Regions from separate parts of the Mus musculus genome. Here region 1 is linked to region 2. Evidence: chromatin contacts called from public HiChIP or PLAC-seq data. All regions are on one chromosome and are shown on one strand. The core of a region is the stretch at or near the end of the contact, and the rest is flanking DNA. Distances in the headings are between cores, read along the strand shown. Region 1 overlaps Znrf1 (zinc and ring finger 1). Region 2 overlaps Wdr59 (WD repeat domain 59).

Region 1 (6,069 bases), core at 3,354-5,853, 130 kb after region 2:
GCTCCAAATAGACTCTTCTGTAAGTTGCCTTGGTCACGATGTCTTATCACAGCAGTAGAAGAGTAACTGAGACAGGTGGTTCATTCACTCACATGCCCGGCTCTCAGTAGAGACTTCTGCAAGGCTTGTCAACCCATGGTCTCTGTGTGGTCTAGCTTCCTTCCAGTGTGATGGCTAGTGGTGAAGGCAAGGTTCTAAAGAGCTGAGTAGCAGCCATATCCTTTGTTTGTCTCTGCCCTGTACAGCATGACTGGTATATTCTTCATCCGAATAGTTCCAAGGCCACTCAAGCCCAAGGGAAGGGACATAGACTCCAGCACTAAATGAGGGGTGTCAGGAGTTCTGGAAGTGTGCGAGAGTAAAAACAGTACTGAGGACATTTTGGGACACATTACACTTTGCAGCTGTTGGTAGGTATAGTATTGTATGATGATGTCATTCCTTTCTGAGGAGCCACATTAAAGAACTCAACTGGCCACCTCAAGGCCTTAGTTGCTTTTTTTTTAGACTGCCCTTCTTTTTAATGATGTCTTTCCTATATTACCACGATCCTAGCCCCAAAGTTCAGTGTAGCCCCACTCCTTGTGCTAGCACCTTGTCCTGGCCCTATTATAATTCAGGCAGTGAGGCGTGCTTTGCCTTTTAATTGTTTTCTTGTGCCCTATCAAGAGCTGGAGCTCCATAAAGCAGCTCTTTCCTCCCCTGTGTGCTGTTCAGTGTCTTTCCTTCCCTGAGTCTGGCATGTAGTAAGCTACAGTGGAGTGGAGAAAATGGACCTAGATTTTGGTGTCTGCATGCTAGAGACAGTGATCTGTGTACCAAACACATAGGAACTCCTGTAGCCAGTGAAGTGTTAAAACAGGATGCAACTTTGGATTGTCTTTTCTCTTCTATAGGTTAGAAATGTAAACATAACAGAGTCCTTTAACTGGAAGTAGATGGAAGTAGATGGCCCAGTGCGCAGCAGTCCTAGGCCCTCGTTGTGATGGGAGGAATTGCAGTGAAGAGGGCTGAAGGGGCTCCATCTGAGTCCCTCTGCTTTTACACTGAGATGCAGAAGCTATGTTAAGTCCAGTGATTGCCACATAAGCCACTAGTCACACCATTCCCGTGTGTGAACTGCAAGAAGACCACCTTGCTGTGACTTACAGGAAGAAGTGAGGCATCTTTTTTCAGTGCTCCTGACCCTACCCCTCAGATCCTATCTTGTTGGGTAAAAGAAAGTATTTTTTTAAATTGAGGGAGCTGTGAAGGTGGCTTAAGGGCCCACAGACACCAGAAGAGGGTGTCAGAGGCCCTGGAACTAGAGCTAGAGATGGCTGTGAGCTGCCATTCGGGTGCTGGGTATCAAACCCAGATCCTCTGTAAGAGCAGTGATCTTAGCCACTGTGTCATCTCTCCAGCCCCCAAGACTTAAAATAGTTGTGTATAGATGCATTTTTATTTCCTTCCTGCCTGCCTTCCTTCCTCCCTCCCTCTCCCCCCCCCTGTGTGTGTGTGTGTGTGTGTGTGTGTGTGTGTGTGTGTGTGTGAGAGAGAGAGAGAGAGAGAGAGAGAGAGAGAGAGAGAGAGAGAGTTCTTGTTCCTTGGCCTTTGTTTTTAGATCTGCCACTGTATGTGTATTGAGTCCATTGTTTGTGTCTGCTTGCTTGGGAACTCTTGTACTGTCTCAGTGTGCATGTTCTCTGTTGCACCAACCATGGTCTCCCATGGTGCTGTTCTGGGATGTCCTACAGTGTGCTGTGACAAACATCCACTGTGTCTGAGAAATAACCCAGAAGTGACGTTGCTAGGTCATATAGACCTTTGTGGGACCTCTTCTAAGGACTCAGATGTCACTGTGTCCCATTTCCCCCTGGTTTCCTGTATGGTTACTTCAGATGTCCCAACTTTACCCTAGATCTGGAATTTTGCAGTGATAGCAAGAAAGGCTGGGATTTTATTCTCTTGTAGGTTTTACTGTTTTGACCTACTTTGAACTGTTCAAATGCCCGCTGTTCCTTCTGTTAATTGTAGAGATTCACTCTCCTGTCCTGAGTTTGTAACTTGTTTCTGAGTCCTGTATGGAGGCAGTAGGTACAGTGGCCAAATATAGAGTGAACATGCTGATCTGGGCACACACTTGGCTTCTGTCTGCGTGTGCCAGTCTCGTCCATAAGCTGGAAACAGGCAGACAGGCCACAGGATGGGTATCAAGAGTCTACATGCCAGCATACACCAAATCTGCCCATTCTTTCCTTCCTGCTGGGAGACAAGAACAGCACAGCATGACTATCTAGAAGAAAGAGCACAATGCTCTAAGTTTAATGGAACATTTATGGTGGACTCATGTCTAGGATTTACTTCAAAATAATCTGGGGCAGGGAAAGTAGCTATGGTGAACAGTGTAAAATTTGCCATCCAGATTTAGACACATCTAAGACTAAAGGAGAGAACTATTCATTGCACTAGGATAGCAATCCATAACCAGATTGTCCTAGCAAACCAAGATATGTATACCTCAGGCAAGCATGAGATGGGCCTGTCCCGGAGTTGGTCATTGTTGAGGCTAGGCGGCTAGTACTTGGAAGCTCATTCTATTTTTTGTTTGAAGATTTCCATAATAGAAGAGATTTCTAAGATATTTTTTAGACTGCCACAGTGGCTGTAGTCCCCCCAAAGGAGCTATGGAGATTGTGAAGCTGGGGATTTAGCCCAATGGGAGAGCATTTTCTATACACAAGGCTCTGGGTTTGATACCTATATCTTCTCTCACCACCCCCACTCCGTTCCCCTTTCAACCTCCAAAAATAGTCCCTTTTGCTCTGAAAGTGGTTGTTGGGACCCTTGCCAGCCCATTAAGAGTAGTAAGCTTAGGTCATCTCTGCTGGCTGCACCCTGGGCACCTCTAGAAGGGCCCCTCCACCTGCTCTTGTTGACAGGAAGAATGAGAGGCTGCAGGTTGCTCTAGCCTAATGGGATTGGTTCAGCCTGCCCGGGGACCAACCGCAACAGTTCCCTTCACAAACACACCACTGTCTGGTAGAGATCTGTACACAGGCACATGCGATTGTTATCTGTGGCAGGCAGGAAGCAGTCTGCAGACAGCGGGCTCTTAACCGACATTCTGCGGCGCGCGCACTTCCCTGTCCTACTTACCCCTCGCCCTGGTTTCAGCAGTTGCTGGAACTGAGAAGTTGAAGGCAGCCTCTGCCGGGGTAAACTCCAGCAGTGGGTGCACATACCTGTAGTTGGTTAGCTCTGTGCAGTAGTACACGGTTGGTCCTCCTTCATACGGTTCCATGAGAACTTGGCGTAGTGCTTCTGGAAACGGATGGATCCTGAGCCCATCCCAAGAGTCCCAAGAATCTATGTATAAGGTCTATTCACCAGATAAGCCTAATCCACTGTGGACATTTCTGTTCAGTTCCCTAAGGACACCCATTGATTCACCAAGAGTAGAAATTATATTTAATTCTCTGCTGTGTATCCTACTGTTCAATATAGAGTAAATGTGAATGGACAGACTGACTGATTTAATGCCCATCCTGAGTTTGGCCAGCAGTTATGTTTTCATTGGTACCTAGAGAATAGAATGTACTCTGTGGGTGTAAAGATTATACTCCAAGTCCTCTCTGGAATCCCGTCATCTGGTGTGGTGTAAGCGGTGGGGTCTGTGGGAGGTGCTTGGCTTTAGATAAGGTTGTTACAATGGAGTCTTGATCATGGAGTTGTGCTTTTAGACGAGACAGAGTCACCAGCACTCTCTACCATGTTAGGACACAACAAGAAGGCTGTTGCCTACAGGCCAGGAGTAAAACACTACATCTGCTAGCACCTTGTATCTTTGGCTTGAAAGTCAATAGAACTGTGAGAAATAAATATTTGCTCTTTAAGCTACTGGTGGTCCACAGTATTTAGTCATAGCAACCCAAATGGACTGCGAGAGCCCAGATAATTTTCAGCAGGACCAAAGAATCCCAATTATTCCGCTTTGCCTTCTTTTCTGAGACAGGGTCTCACTCTGTAACCCTGTCTGACCTGGAACTTGCCTTAGCCTCAAGTACTGGGATTAAAGGCGTACAGCCTCGAGTCGGGAGGTGATGTGCCTGATGCTGGCTTCATTTCTCTTGAACAGAGAGAAAGCATCTGAGCACTGGTGCTGAGTCGAGATCTGTCTGTCTGTCTGGATGGGTGCTTTTTAATTCTTGCCACATATTTCAATAAGCAGTATTTGTCAATATTTATGTTTCTGAAGCCAATCTTCTGGGAAATTGGTGTGCTGACTGGAAATAAGGAAATGTTAAAACCAATATAAAAATAGTCCTCAAGGCAAAATGTCAAAGTGAAGAAGGAGTTTGCAGTTTGTGGTTCTCTCATCTCATAGGCATTTATGAGGGAAAGGTCCAGAACACAGACTGCATAGGACATAATTTGTCTGCTGCCTTGTGCTTGTCCGTGATGTAACTTTCTGTTACAGATTGCTTGCTTTCAGTAGGAGGGCCTTGGCTTTCTTAACCTTGGCTCTGTTGTCACAGGAAAGATTTATGAGGTATCCTCATGTTCCCACTAACATGTTGGAGTCTTTTCCACCAGTCTCCTTATTCCCACCCTCAACTTCCTCATTCTTATCTCCCAGAGTCAAGTAATCTGAGCCAGAGGAGAAACAATGAATACTATGCCTTGCACACCCTGGTAGAGATCATGTGCTATTTTAGGGATCTTAGAATTGGAGGCTCTTTTTGTTTGTGCTATACCCAGGGACTCTCTAGGAAATTTCTTTTGACCCTTTAGTCAATACCTCAAAAAACACTAGGATATTTCCATGTAGCTGTGGGTGACAGGAAAGCAATAAGGCTGTGAGGCTGGCACTCCCTCCCTCTTCCATCCTGTGTTTTTCTCTTTAGGTGCCATTTCAAAACCCAGTGTGGCCTTGGGAACTATATCCTGAGTGTCTGCCTCCATGTACTCCAGGGTGTAAGTGCAGCCGAGCGGAGGATGTGCTGATGAGAAGGGGCCAGGGCTAAAGTCACGCAGGAATCCAAATGTTCATTGTTTCTTATGTGCTAGGGCCCAAGCTTCAGCTAGTACTTTCTGAGAAATGAACAGAGGAGTATGTGTTTTTATAATCTGGGATTATAGGGAGCACCTAGGAAGAACCTTCTAGTTGACTTCCAGTGATGTGAAGGCCAGGGCTGGTGATATTTACAGATGTTAAGTTGCACAATGCAGGCTAGAAAGACGGCTCAGTGGTTAAGAGCACTGACTGCTCTTCCAGAGGTTCTGAGTTCAGTTCCCAGCAACCACATGGTGGCTCACAACCATCTGTAATGGGATGCAATGCATTTTTCTGGTGTGTCTGAAGACAGCTACAGTGTACTCATATAAATAAAAATAAATGAATCTTTTTAAAAAAATGTTGCACAGTGCAAACAAATAGTTTTATTCTATATGAATGATCATTTGTGTTTAAGTATTATGGCCATTTGCCAATAAGTCCAATACTAATCAAGCATTTTCTCTCTTGTCATTGAAAAATTCTAATCATCTAATGGTGTGGATCATGCCTTTAGAAACCCAGAAATCAGTCCAGTATGAATTCTTGGTATTATTTTTTCCCTTTCTTGTCTCTTTCTTAACTGACCTTTTTTCTCCAAACACATTCATGCTCTTTCTCTCCCGTCCTTCCTCCCTCCCTCTCTTTGTCCCCCCTTTCCCATCTCTTACTCTCTCCCCCTCCATCTTCCTTTCCCTTATTAAAAAAAGGAAAGCTGGGAGCTAGAAGATGGCTTAGAGGTTAAGAGTACTGACTGCTCTCCCCAGTTCCCAGGACTCACATGGCAGCTCACAACTGTGTAACACATACATATACTACACACACACACACACACACACACACACACACACACACACACACACACCCCACACACATATAGGGCAAAATGCCAATACACATGTAATAAGTGAATTTAGAAAAAATAAAGAAACAAAACTTGGCATCCCTTGGGGAGGGGGAGCTAGTTGAATATTGGGATCTTGAGCTATATGAATAAAGAACACTGGGACTTCATCTCTATCCACAGTGTGGTT
Region 2 (5,529 bases), core at 3,024-5,523:
CCCTAAGAAGCTGGGATTGTAGGTGTATATTACTACACCTGGCTAATGTTCTATTTTTATAATCATGAAAATTAAGATCATTTCCAAAAAAAAAAGTTGTTTTGATTTTTGTTGTTTTTGTCTTTTTTTGTTTGGTTTTTTGTTTTTTGTTTTTTTTTTTGAGATAAGGTCTGTGCAACAGAGCCCTGGCTGTCCTAGACTTGCTTTGTAGACCAGAGTGGCCTCTAACACAAAGAAATCTGCCTGCCTCTGCTCCAGAGTACTAGGATTAAAGGCGTGCAGCACCACGCCCAGTCTGAATTTTTTTTTTTAATCCAGGAAATAAAAAGATATTTACTTCATTAAAGAAACCCTATGGCCACCTGGTTTCAGGCTAGCTTTCTCTCTCTCCACTGGAAGGAAACATGGGACGAGATGGATGGTGGAGGTGGCAGATGACCGTGGGTAGAGGTGTGGGGACAAGGTACGTGGAAGGATAAGGGGTAGGTTGTAGGGGTGAAAGTGCAGCACAAAGCTTCCATGTGAACAGCCCTCAGAACGCCTTAGGAACAGCCAGAGTCCAGAGTGGGCTGGGTGATCCCCTCACCAACCTATGTTCCAGCCACCGGTGTTGAACCCTGGATCTGACATGCTGGAGCAGGACCCCGAGGAGGTGAAGCTGGGCTAGATGGGAGGAGGAACACAGTGGCATCAGAACACCATCCCACTTCCAAGTTACATTGGGCGGTGGGGACAGACCTCAAGGGAAGCCAGGACACCATGAACTCACATAGCGGCTGTGGGACACCACAAGATTAGAAGAACGATTAGGGAAAGGCCCAAAAGGGTTTGGTAAGCCCTGAGGCCGGGACTGGGCTTCAAACACGCTACAGAGCATAGCCAAGGTCTGAACATCTCGGAGTTGGCAATAGTGAGCCAGTCTGTAAAATATGGGAAGAGAAAGAAAGAAGAAACTAAGATTAGGAATGAGGGAAGGACCCCTTACCAGCCATTAAACTCCTACTAGGGGCGAGGCTGGAGGATTTTTCCACCCTCCCCTTGACCTTGTCAGAAACAGGACTTCCTACAGGTCCACGGCCTCCCCAACTGTGAGATGGGTCCCATTTACTTTTGTTAGTAGCAACCTAGCTAGGAATCTGAAAGCTTTATCTGGCAGTCAGGCATGGGCTCTAAAGCAACACAGCGTCTGCAGAACCAAGCAGACTGACCTAGCACCTGAGAGAGGTGGTCCACACACTCTTGTGCTCTCTCGGTCTCCCCAGCTCCAGGAAAAACAAACAAACAAACAAGCAGTTTTGTGGTAAGTTTCTATGTGTGTCCTTTCTTTGACCTTATACTACCCGGAGCCGCTCAGAGAACGCTGTCACCACGCCATGTCTGTTCCTGGACTAAGTGAGAATGGTGAGGAACACGTTTACCTCAGGTTTCCTCCCCTTTCGCTCTCAGGACCACCACGCTCAAATCCAAGCTCAGGGACTGAGAAGGATTCTGTCAAGAGGCATCTGTAAGCTAACTACAGCAAGCTTTAAAACCTGCCTATGGAAGAGGCAATGGGAGCATCATCAGCTGCCCCAGGTCTAGCCTCGACCAGCAAAGAAGCAAGCTTCAACTTGAAGCAGTGGGGTTTCTCTGCCAGGACCCTGGGCCTCACTATGAGGAATAATAACTGAGTGGCTCACTTAATGCCTTAAATATTATTTTATATGCTCTGACTTGCTGTATTTTGGAGTAGTAAGTTGGACATAAATCCGATGCTTTTATGAGCTGTCTAACAGGATCCTAGTATTGATAGAACATGAATACCAACACACAGCTCTGTCCTTGTTCCCATGGGGCAAACCACACAGCACCATGACTGACACTTACCATCTCCAGAGCCCAAAGGCCCGTGTGCCCAGTGGTGTGAGTGAAGGCCTAAAGCACTCCAATGAGCATGGGACTCATAAGGGTTTCAAACTCTTGTGAGTGACAAATGTTACTTAATGCCTCATGCTGCCAGAAGTTCATTCTACACAGAGGCCGTTTCTGTGCTAAAAGCAAAGGGCTTTCTTCCCTTCACACCTCTGCACCTCTGCTCCCCTCACCATGGTGGGACCATTTAATGTGTTTACAGACTACAACCCCCTCCACTCATTCTCCTCACTTTTAGCTCTCAGAACCTACAGGGACTCCAGCAGTTGTCGCCCAAATGGATGTCGAGCCCAAGGTGTTTCCAAATCTGGGTCAGACTTCGGCCCAAGGCAAAGATCTGTAGCTACCGTAGCCAGCGACCAAACCTGGACAGACCAAAGGAAGATGCTCAAGTTCAAGCCACAGAAGAGATGCACAGACCCTGCAAAGGGGCCCCATCTGTCTGCCCTCTTCCTACAGTCTGAAACCTCACTACGAGGATGCAAACGGCTCGGGCTGGCAGAATGCTAAGCCCCACTCCGACTTACTGCATTAAAGCTGATGCATTAACAGGGTCCTCAGTGACTGACGATACTATAAAGCTGAGAAACACTAGCCTTAAAACTTTCATTAAAAGCCAAACATGGTGGCTCACGCTTGCAACTCCAGCCCTTGGCAGGCTGAGACGGCCAAGAGTTGGAGGCGAGGCTATCCCGAGTTTTACCCCAACCCACACCACATGGCCAAGCCATGTAAGGAAGAATAACCTTCCACAAAGCAAGCTTCAGAGAGCAAACACATCATAGTCCAAGGTCCAGCTTCTTCAGCGTGCTTGGCCTCTTCTGACGCTTCCCTGGTGAACAGGGTCGGCAGAGACCAAACCAGAGCAGCCCACAGCCCACTGAGGACCTGCTCTTCGTGCCGTGGGTGGAGAATGCCGTCACCTCCATTACAAAGTTTTAGGGCTCTTTTGAAGCTAAAGAACAGGCCAAGAACTAAACAACCTTGGCTTTGTTTCTGTTGACATGAAGTCTGATGATCACCCAAGGCCTCCAACCGCACGGGGCTTAGAATCACCACTCTAATGTCCATTAAATGTCTAGTAAGCCCAAGGCCTTCACTGCCCATCAGAAAGAGATGAGCAACCCCTTGAGACCTTAAAAAAATCGAATACTGCTTTTGGAAAATCTCTTCTGCTTTGTTTTGCTTTTTGTTTTGTTTTTTTTCTAGACAGGGTTTCTCTGTGTAGACCTGGCTGTCCTGGAACTCACTCTGTAGACCAGGCTGGCCTCGAACTCAGAAATCTGCCTGCCTCTGCCTCCCAAGTGGTGGGATTAAAGGTGTACACCACCACTGCCCGGCTTGTTTTGTTTGGTTTTGAAAAAGCAATATAATCATCGTACCCACTACCTGGAACACACTATTCTAAACCCGAAAGGAAGAAGACACAAACTTTGAGTCAAGTCTATAATTTGAGACCAGCAAGCAAATAAAAATTCGGAAAGGCAAACATTAGATATGTAAGATACAGCACAAGGGCAACATACAAAAAGTGACACACCAGTATTGCTCCAAGTACAGACATGCAGCTCACACTCATCGCCAAAGTTAACGATGGCAGGACAGGTTTTCTGCCATGGCTGACTATTGAGTTGTGTTAGAGTCTCCCTCCATAACACACATTTCCTAAAGGCTTTCAACAGAAGCGTGCCCTTGCATCTGCTTCACTGGTAAATGCGAGGGACACAAAACAGGAAGTACATCTTCATCAAGGGCAGGAAGAAAAACAATACAAATTCTTTGAGCATCACTGTTTGTCAATCAGGTCATTTCTGTCTTTACACATCATCAAGTCACAAATGACCGTCACATACAGCTGTGGGTGTCCAGACAGCTAGGAGCAGTCACAGGTTTTATGTCATTTACTTCCTCATGAAGTCAGAAGTATGGCTCATTTTATAGCAGGGACCCTGACGTTCACAAAGTCTGGGCAGCTTGCTGGGGATCACACACAGAAAGAGTGTCAGGGCCCAGAAGTCAAGCAGAGCCCACATGAAGACAAGCGTCTCCCCACATCACTGAGACTGGTCTAGCCTTCCATACCAATTCTGTCAGAAAAGCACTGGGGAGGGAGGAGTTGGGGAGAGGAGAGAAGGAAGGAACGGAGACATGCAGGAAGAGAATAAGGAAGAGGGAGAATACTTAAAGGAAAAGCTGTAACCCTGTTGAGAGAATGTTCTTTGGGGTGGGGCAGTCTTCAATGATTTCATATCCCCCATGGGGGTAATTCTTGTGGTTCCCACACTATAAACCCCTCCAAGGCTGAAGGCCTGAGAGAACTTGCCTGGGGTGTTCTCTAGGACTCTGAGCTGGCCTTGGCTAATTCCTATTAGCTTATTTTGCCTTCTTAGTGTTCAGAGTCTGGTGGGTGGGGCTGACGGAAATAGATTAAACCATTAGGGAGTTTTTTTAAAGGGTTTCTGGGAGAGATGATATGATATTCATTACTAGATGAATGGAAATCTTAGAGATTTTTTTAATTAGATATTTTCTCTATTTACATTTCAAATGTTATCCCCTTTCCTAGTTTCCCCTCCAAAAATCCCTTCCCCCTTCCTCTCCTCCTCTCCCCGCCCCCTCCCAACCACCCACTCCTGCTTCCTGGCCCTGGCATTCCCCCTATACTGGGGCATAGAACCTTCACAGGACCAAGGACCTCTGTTAGGGATGTTTTTAATCAAATGAAAATCAAGGGAAGGCCTCCGTGCTGACTCACTCAGTTATGAGGGAAACTCTGAGCTGCTGGGAGAGCTGCTAGTGACTTCCAAAGCTCAGTCTTGTCATCAAGTAGAGAACAGAGAGCAAGACAGACAGGAGGGGCCTGGCGGTTGCCCAGGGCTGATGGGAAGAACTGACTGAAAGACAAGAGTTTCTTTTTATGGGTGATAAAAACACTCTGCACGGTTTCTAATGAGAGCACTGACAACACTAGGAACTAAGTATCTCACTGTAAGGGGCAGACTAGTGATGTGCAGAACGTGCAGACTAGTGATGTGCAGAACGTGCAGACTAGTGATGTGCAGAACGTGCAGACTAGTGATGTGCAGAACGTGTCTCAGTAAAAAAGAACAATACATGGGAACCTCCGGAGATGAAGGAAACGGACATCTTACACATACTGTCAGATTTTACTATTTAACAATGTACTACTATTTTACAAGTATGGGTGTTTTGCCCGCAGGTATGTCTATCATGCACATGCCTGGTGCCAGAGGAGGCCAGAAGGGGTAGCTGGATCCCCTGGGGCTGGAATTACAGATGTGAGCCACCACATGGATGCTGGGAATTGAACCAAGGCCTCCTATCAGAGCAGCCCGTGCTCCAGCCTTCTCTGCGTCTCTCCAGCCCCATGAAGTCATGTTTAAACTGAGCATCTCTACCTTGAAGTACACGCTGGTAAACTTTCTTATGAAATATTTTTTTAAAAATTAAAAAAAGTAATTGAGGTGAAATGACAAAGGTACAGACAGATTCTCAAATTTAGGCGACAATGATCACTGTGGCATTGAAAAATAAACCCACATAGTTTAAGGGAAAAAAGCCACTTAAGGATCTTCCCCACTTAGCACTAATAACAAA

The links. HiChIP or PLAC-seq counts read pairs in DNA pulled down with a chosen protein or histone mark.
Region 1: a CTCF HiChIP or PLAC-seq map of the NIH/3T3 cell line shows a contact between it and region 2, with 8 read pairs. The contact joins two enhancer-like sites. A contact is called at or near these places in 3 of 15 datasets of contacts at CTCF or cohesin (the NIH/3T3 cell line, pro-B cells and thymocytes), 1 of 484 Hi-C or Micro-C datasets (the G1E-ER4 cell line), 1 of 115 datasets of contacts at active chromatin or transcription factors (double positive thymocytes) and 3 of 9 other capture datasets (adipose tissue, liver and pancreatic islet).

What each region holds. Positions count from the first base shown.
Region 1 is chr8:111,592,943-111,599,011 of GRCm38.p6, forward strand. All of the region lies in intron 1 of Znrf1 (zinc and ring finger 1), which reads left to right. Among named protein-coding and RNA genes, the nearest start is that of Ldhd, 34 kb to the right of the region's middle. Within about 2 kb of position 4,604, at least 201 of the 459 cell types and tissues checked have an H3K27ac peak or open chromatin away from gene starts, as enhancers often do. A contact at or near this core is called in the NIH/3T3 cell line and adipose tissue, where this site is marked.
Region 2 is chr8:111,459,993-111,465,521 of GRCm38.p6, forward strand. It overlaps Wdr59 (WD repeat domain 59), which reads right to left. Exons shown (of 26, transcript NM_001170742.1): 21 at 2,164-2,276; 22 at 770-920; 23 at 591-663. Among named protein-coding and RNA genes, the nearest start is that of Gm24793, 44 kb to the left of the region's middle. Within about 2 kb of position 4,274, at least 35 of the 459 cell types and tissues checked have an H3K27ac peak or open chromatin away from gene starts, as enhancers often do. A contact at or near this core is called in the NIH/3T3 cell line and adipose tissue, where this site is marked.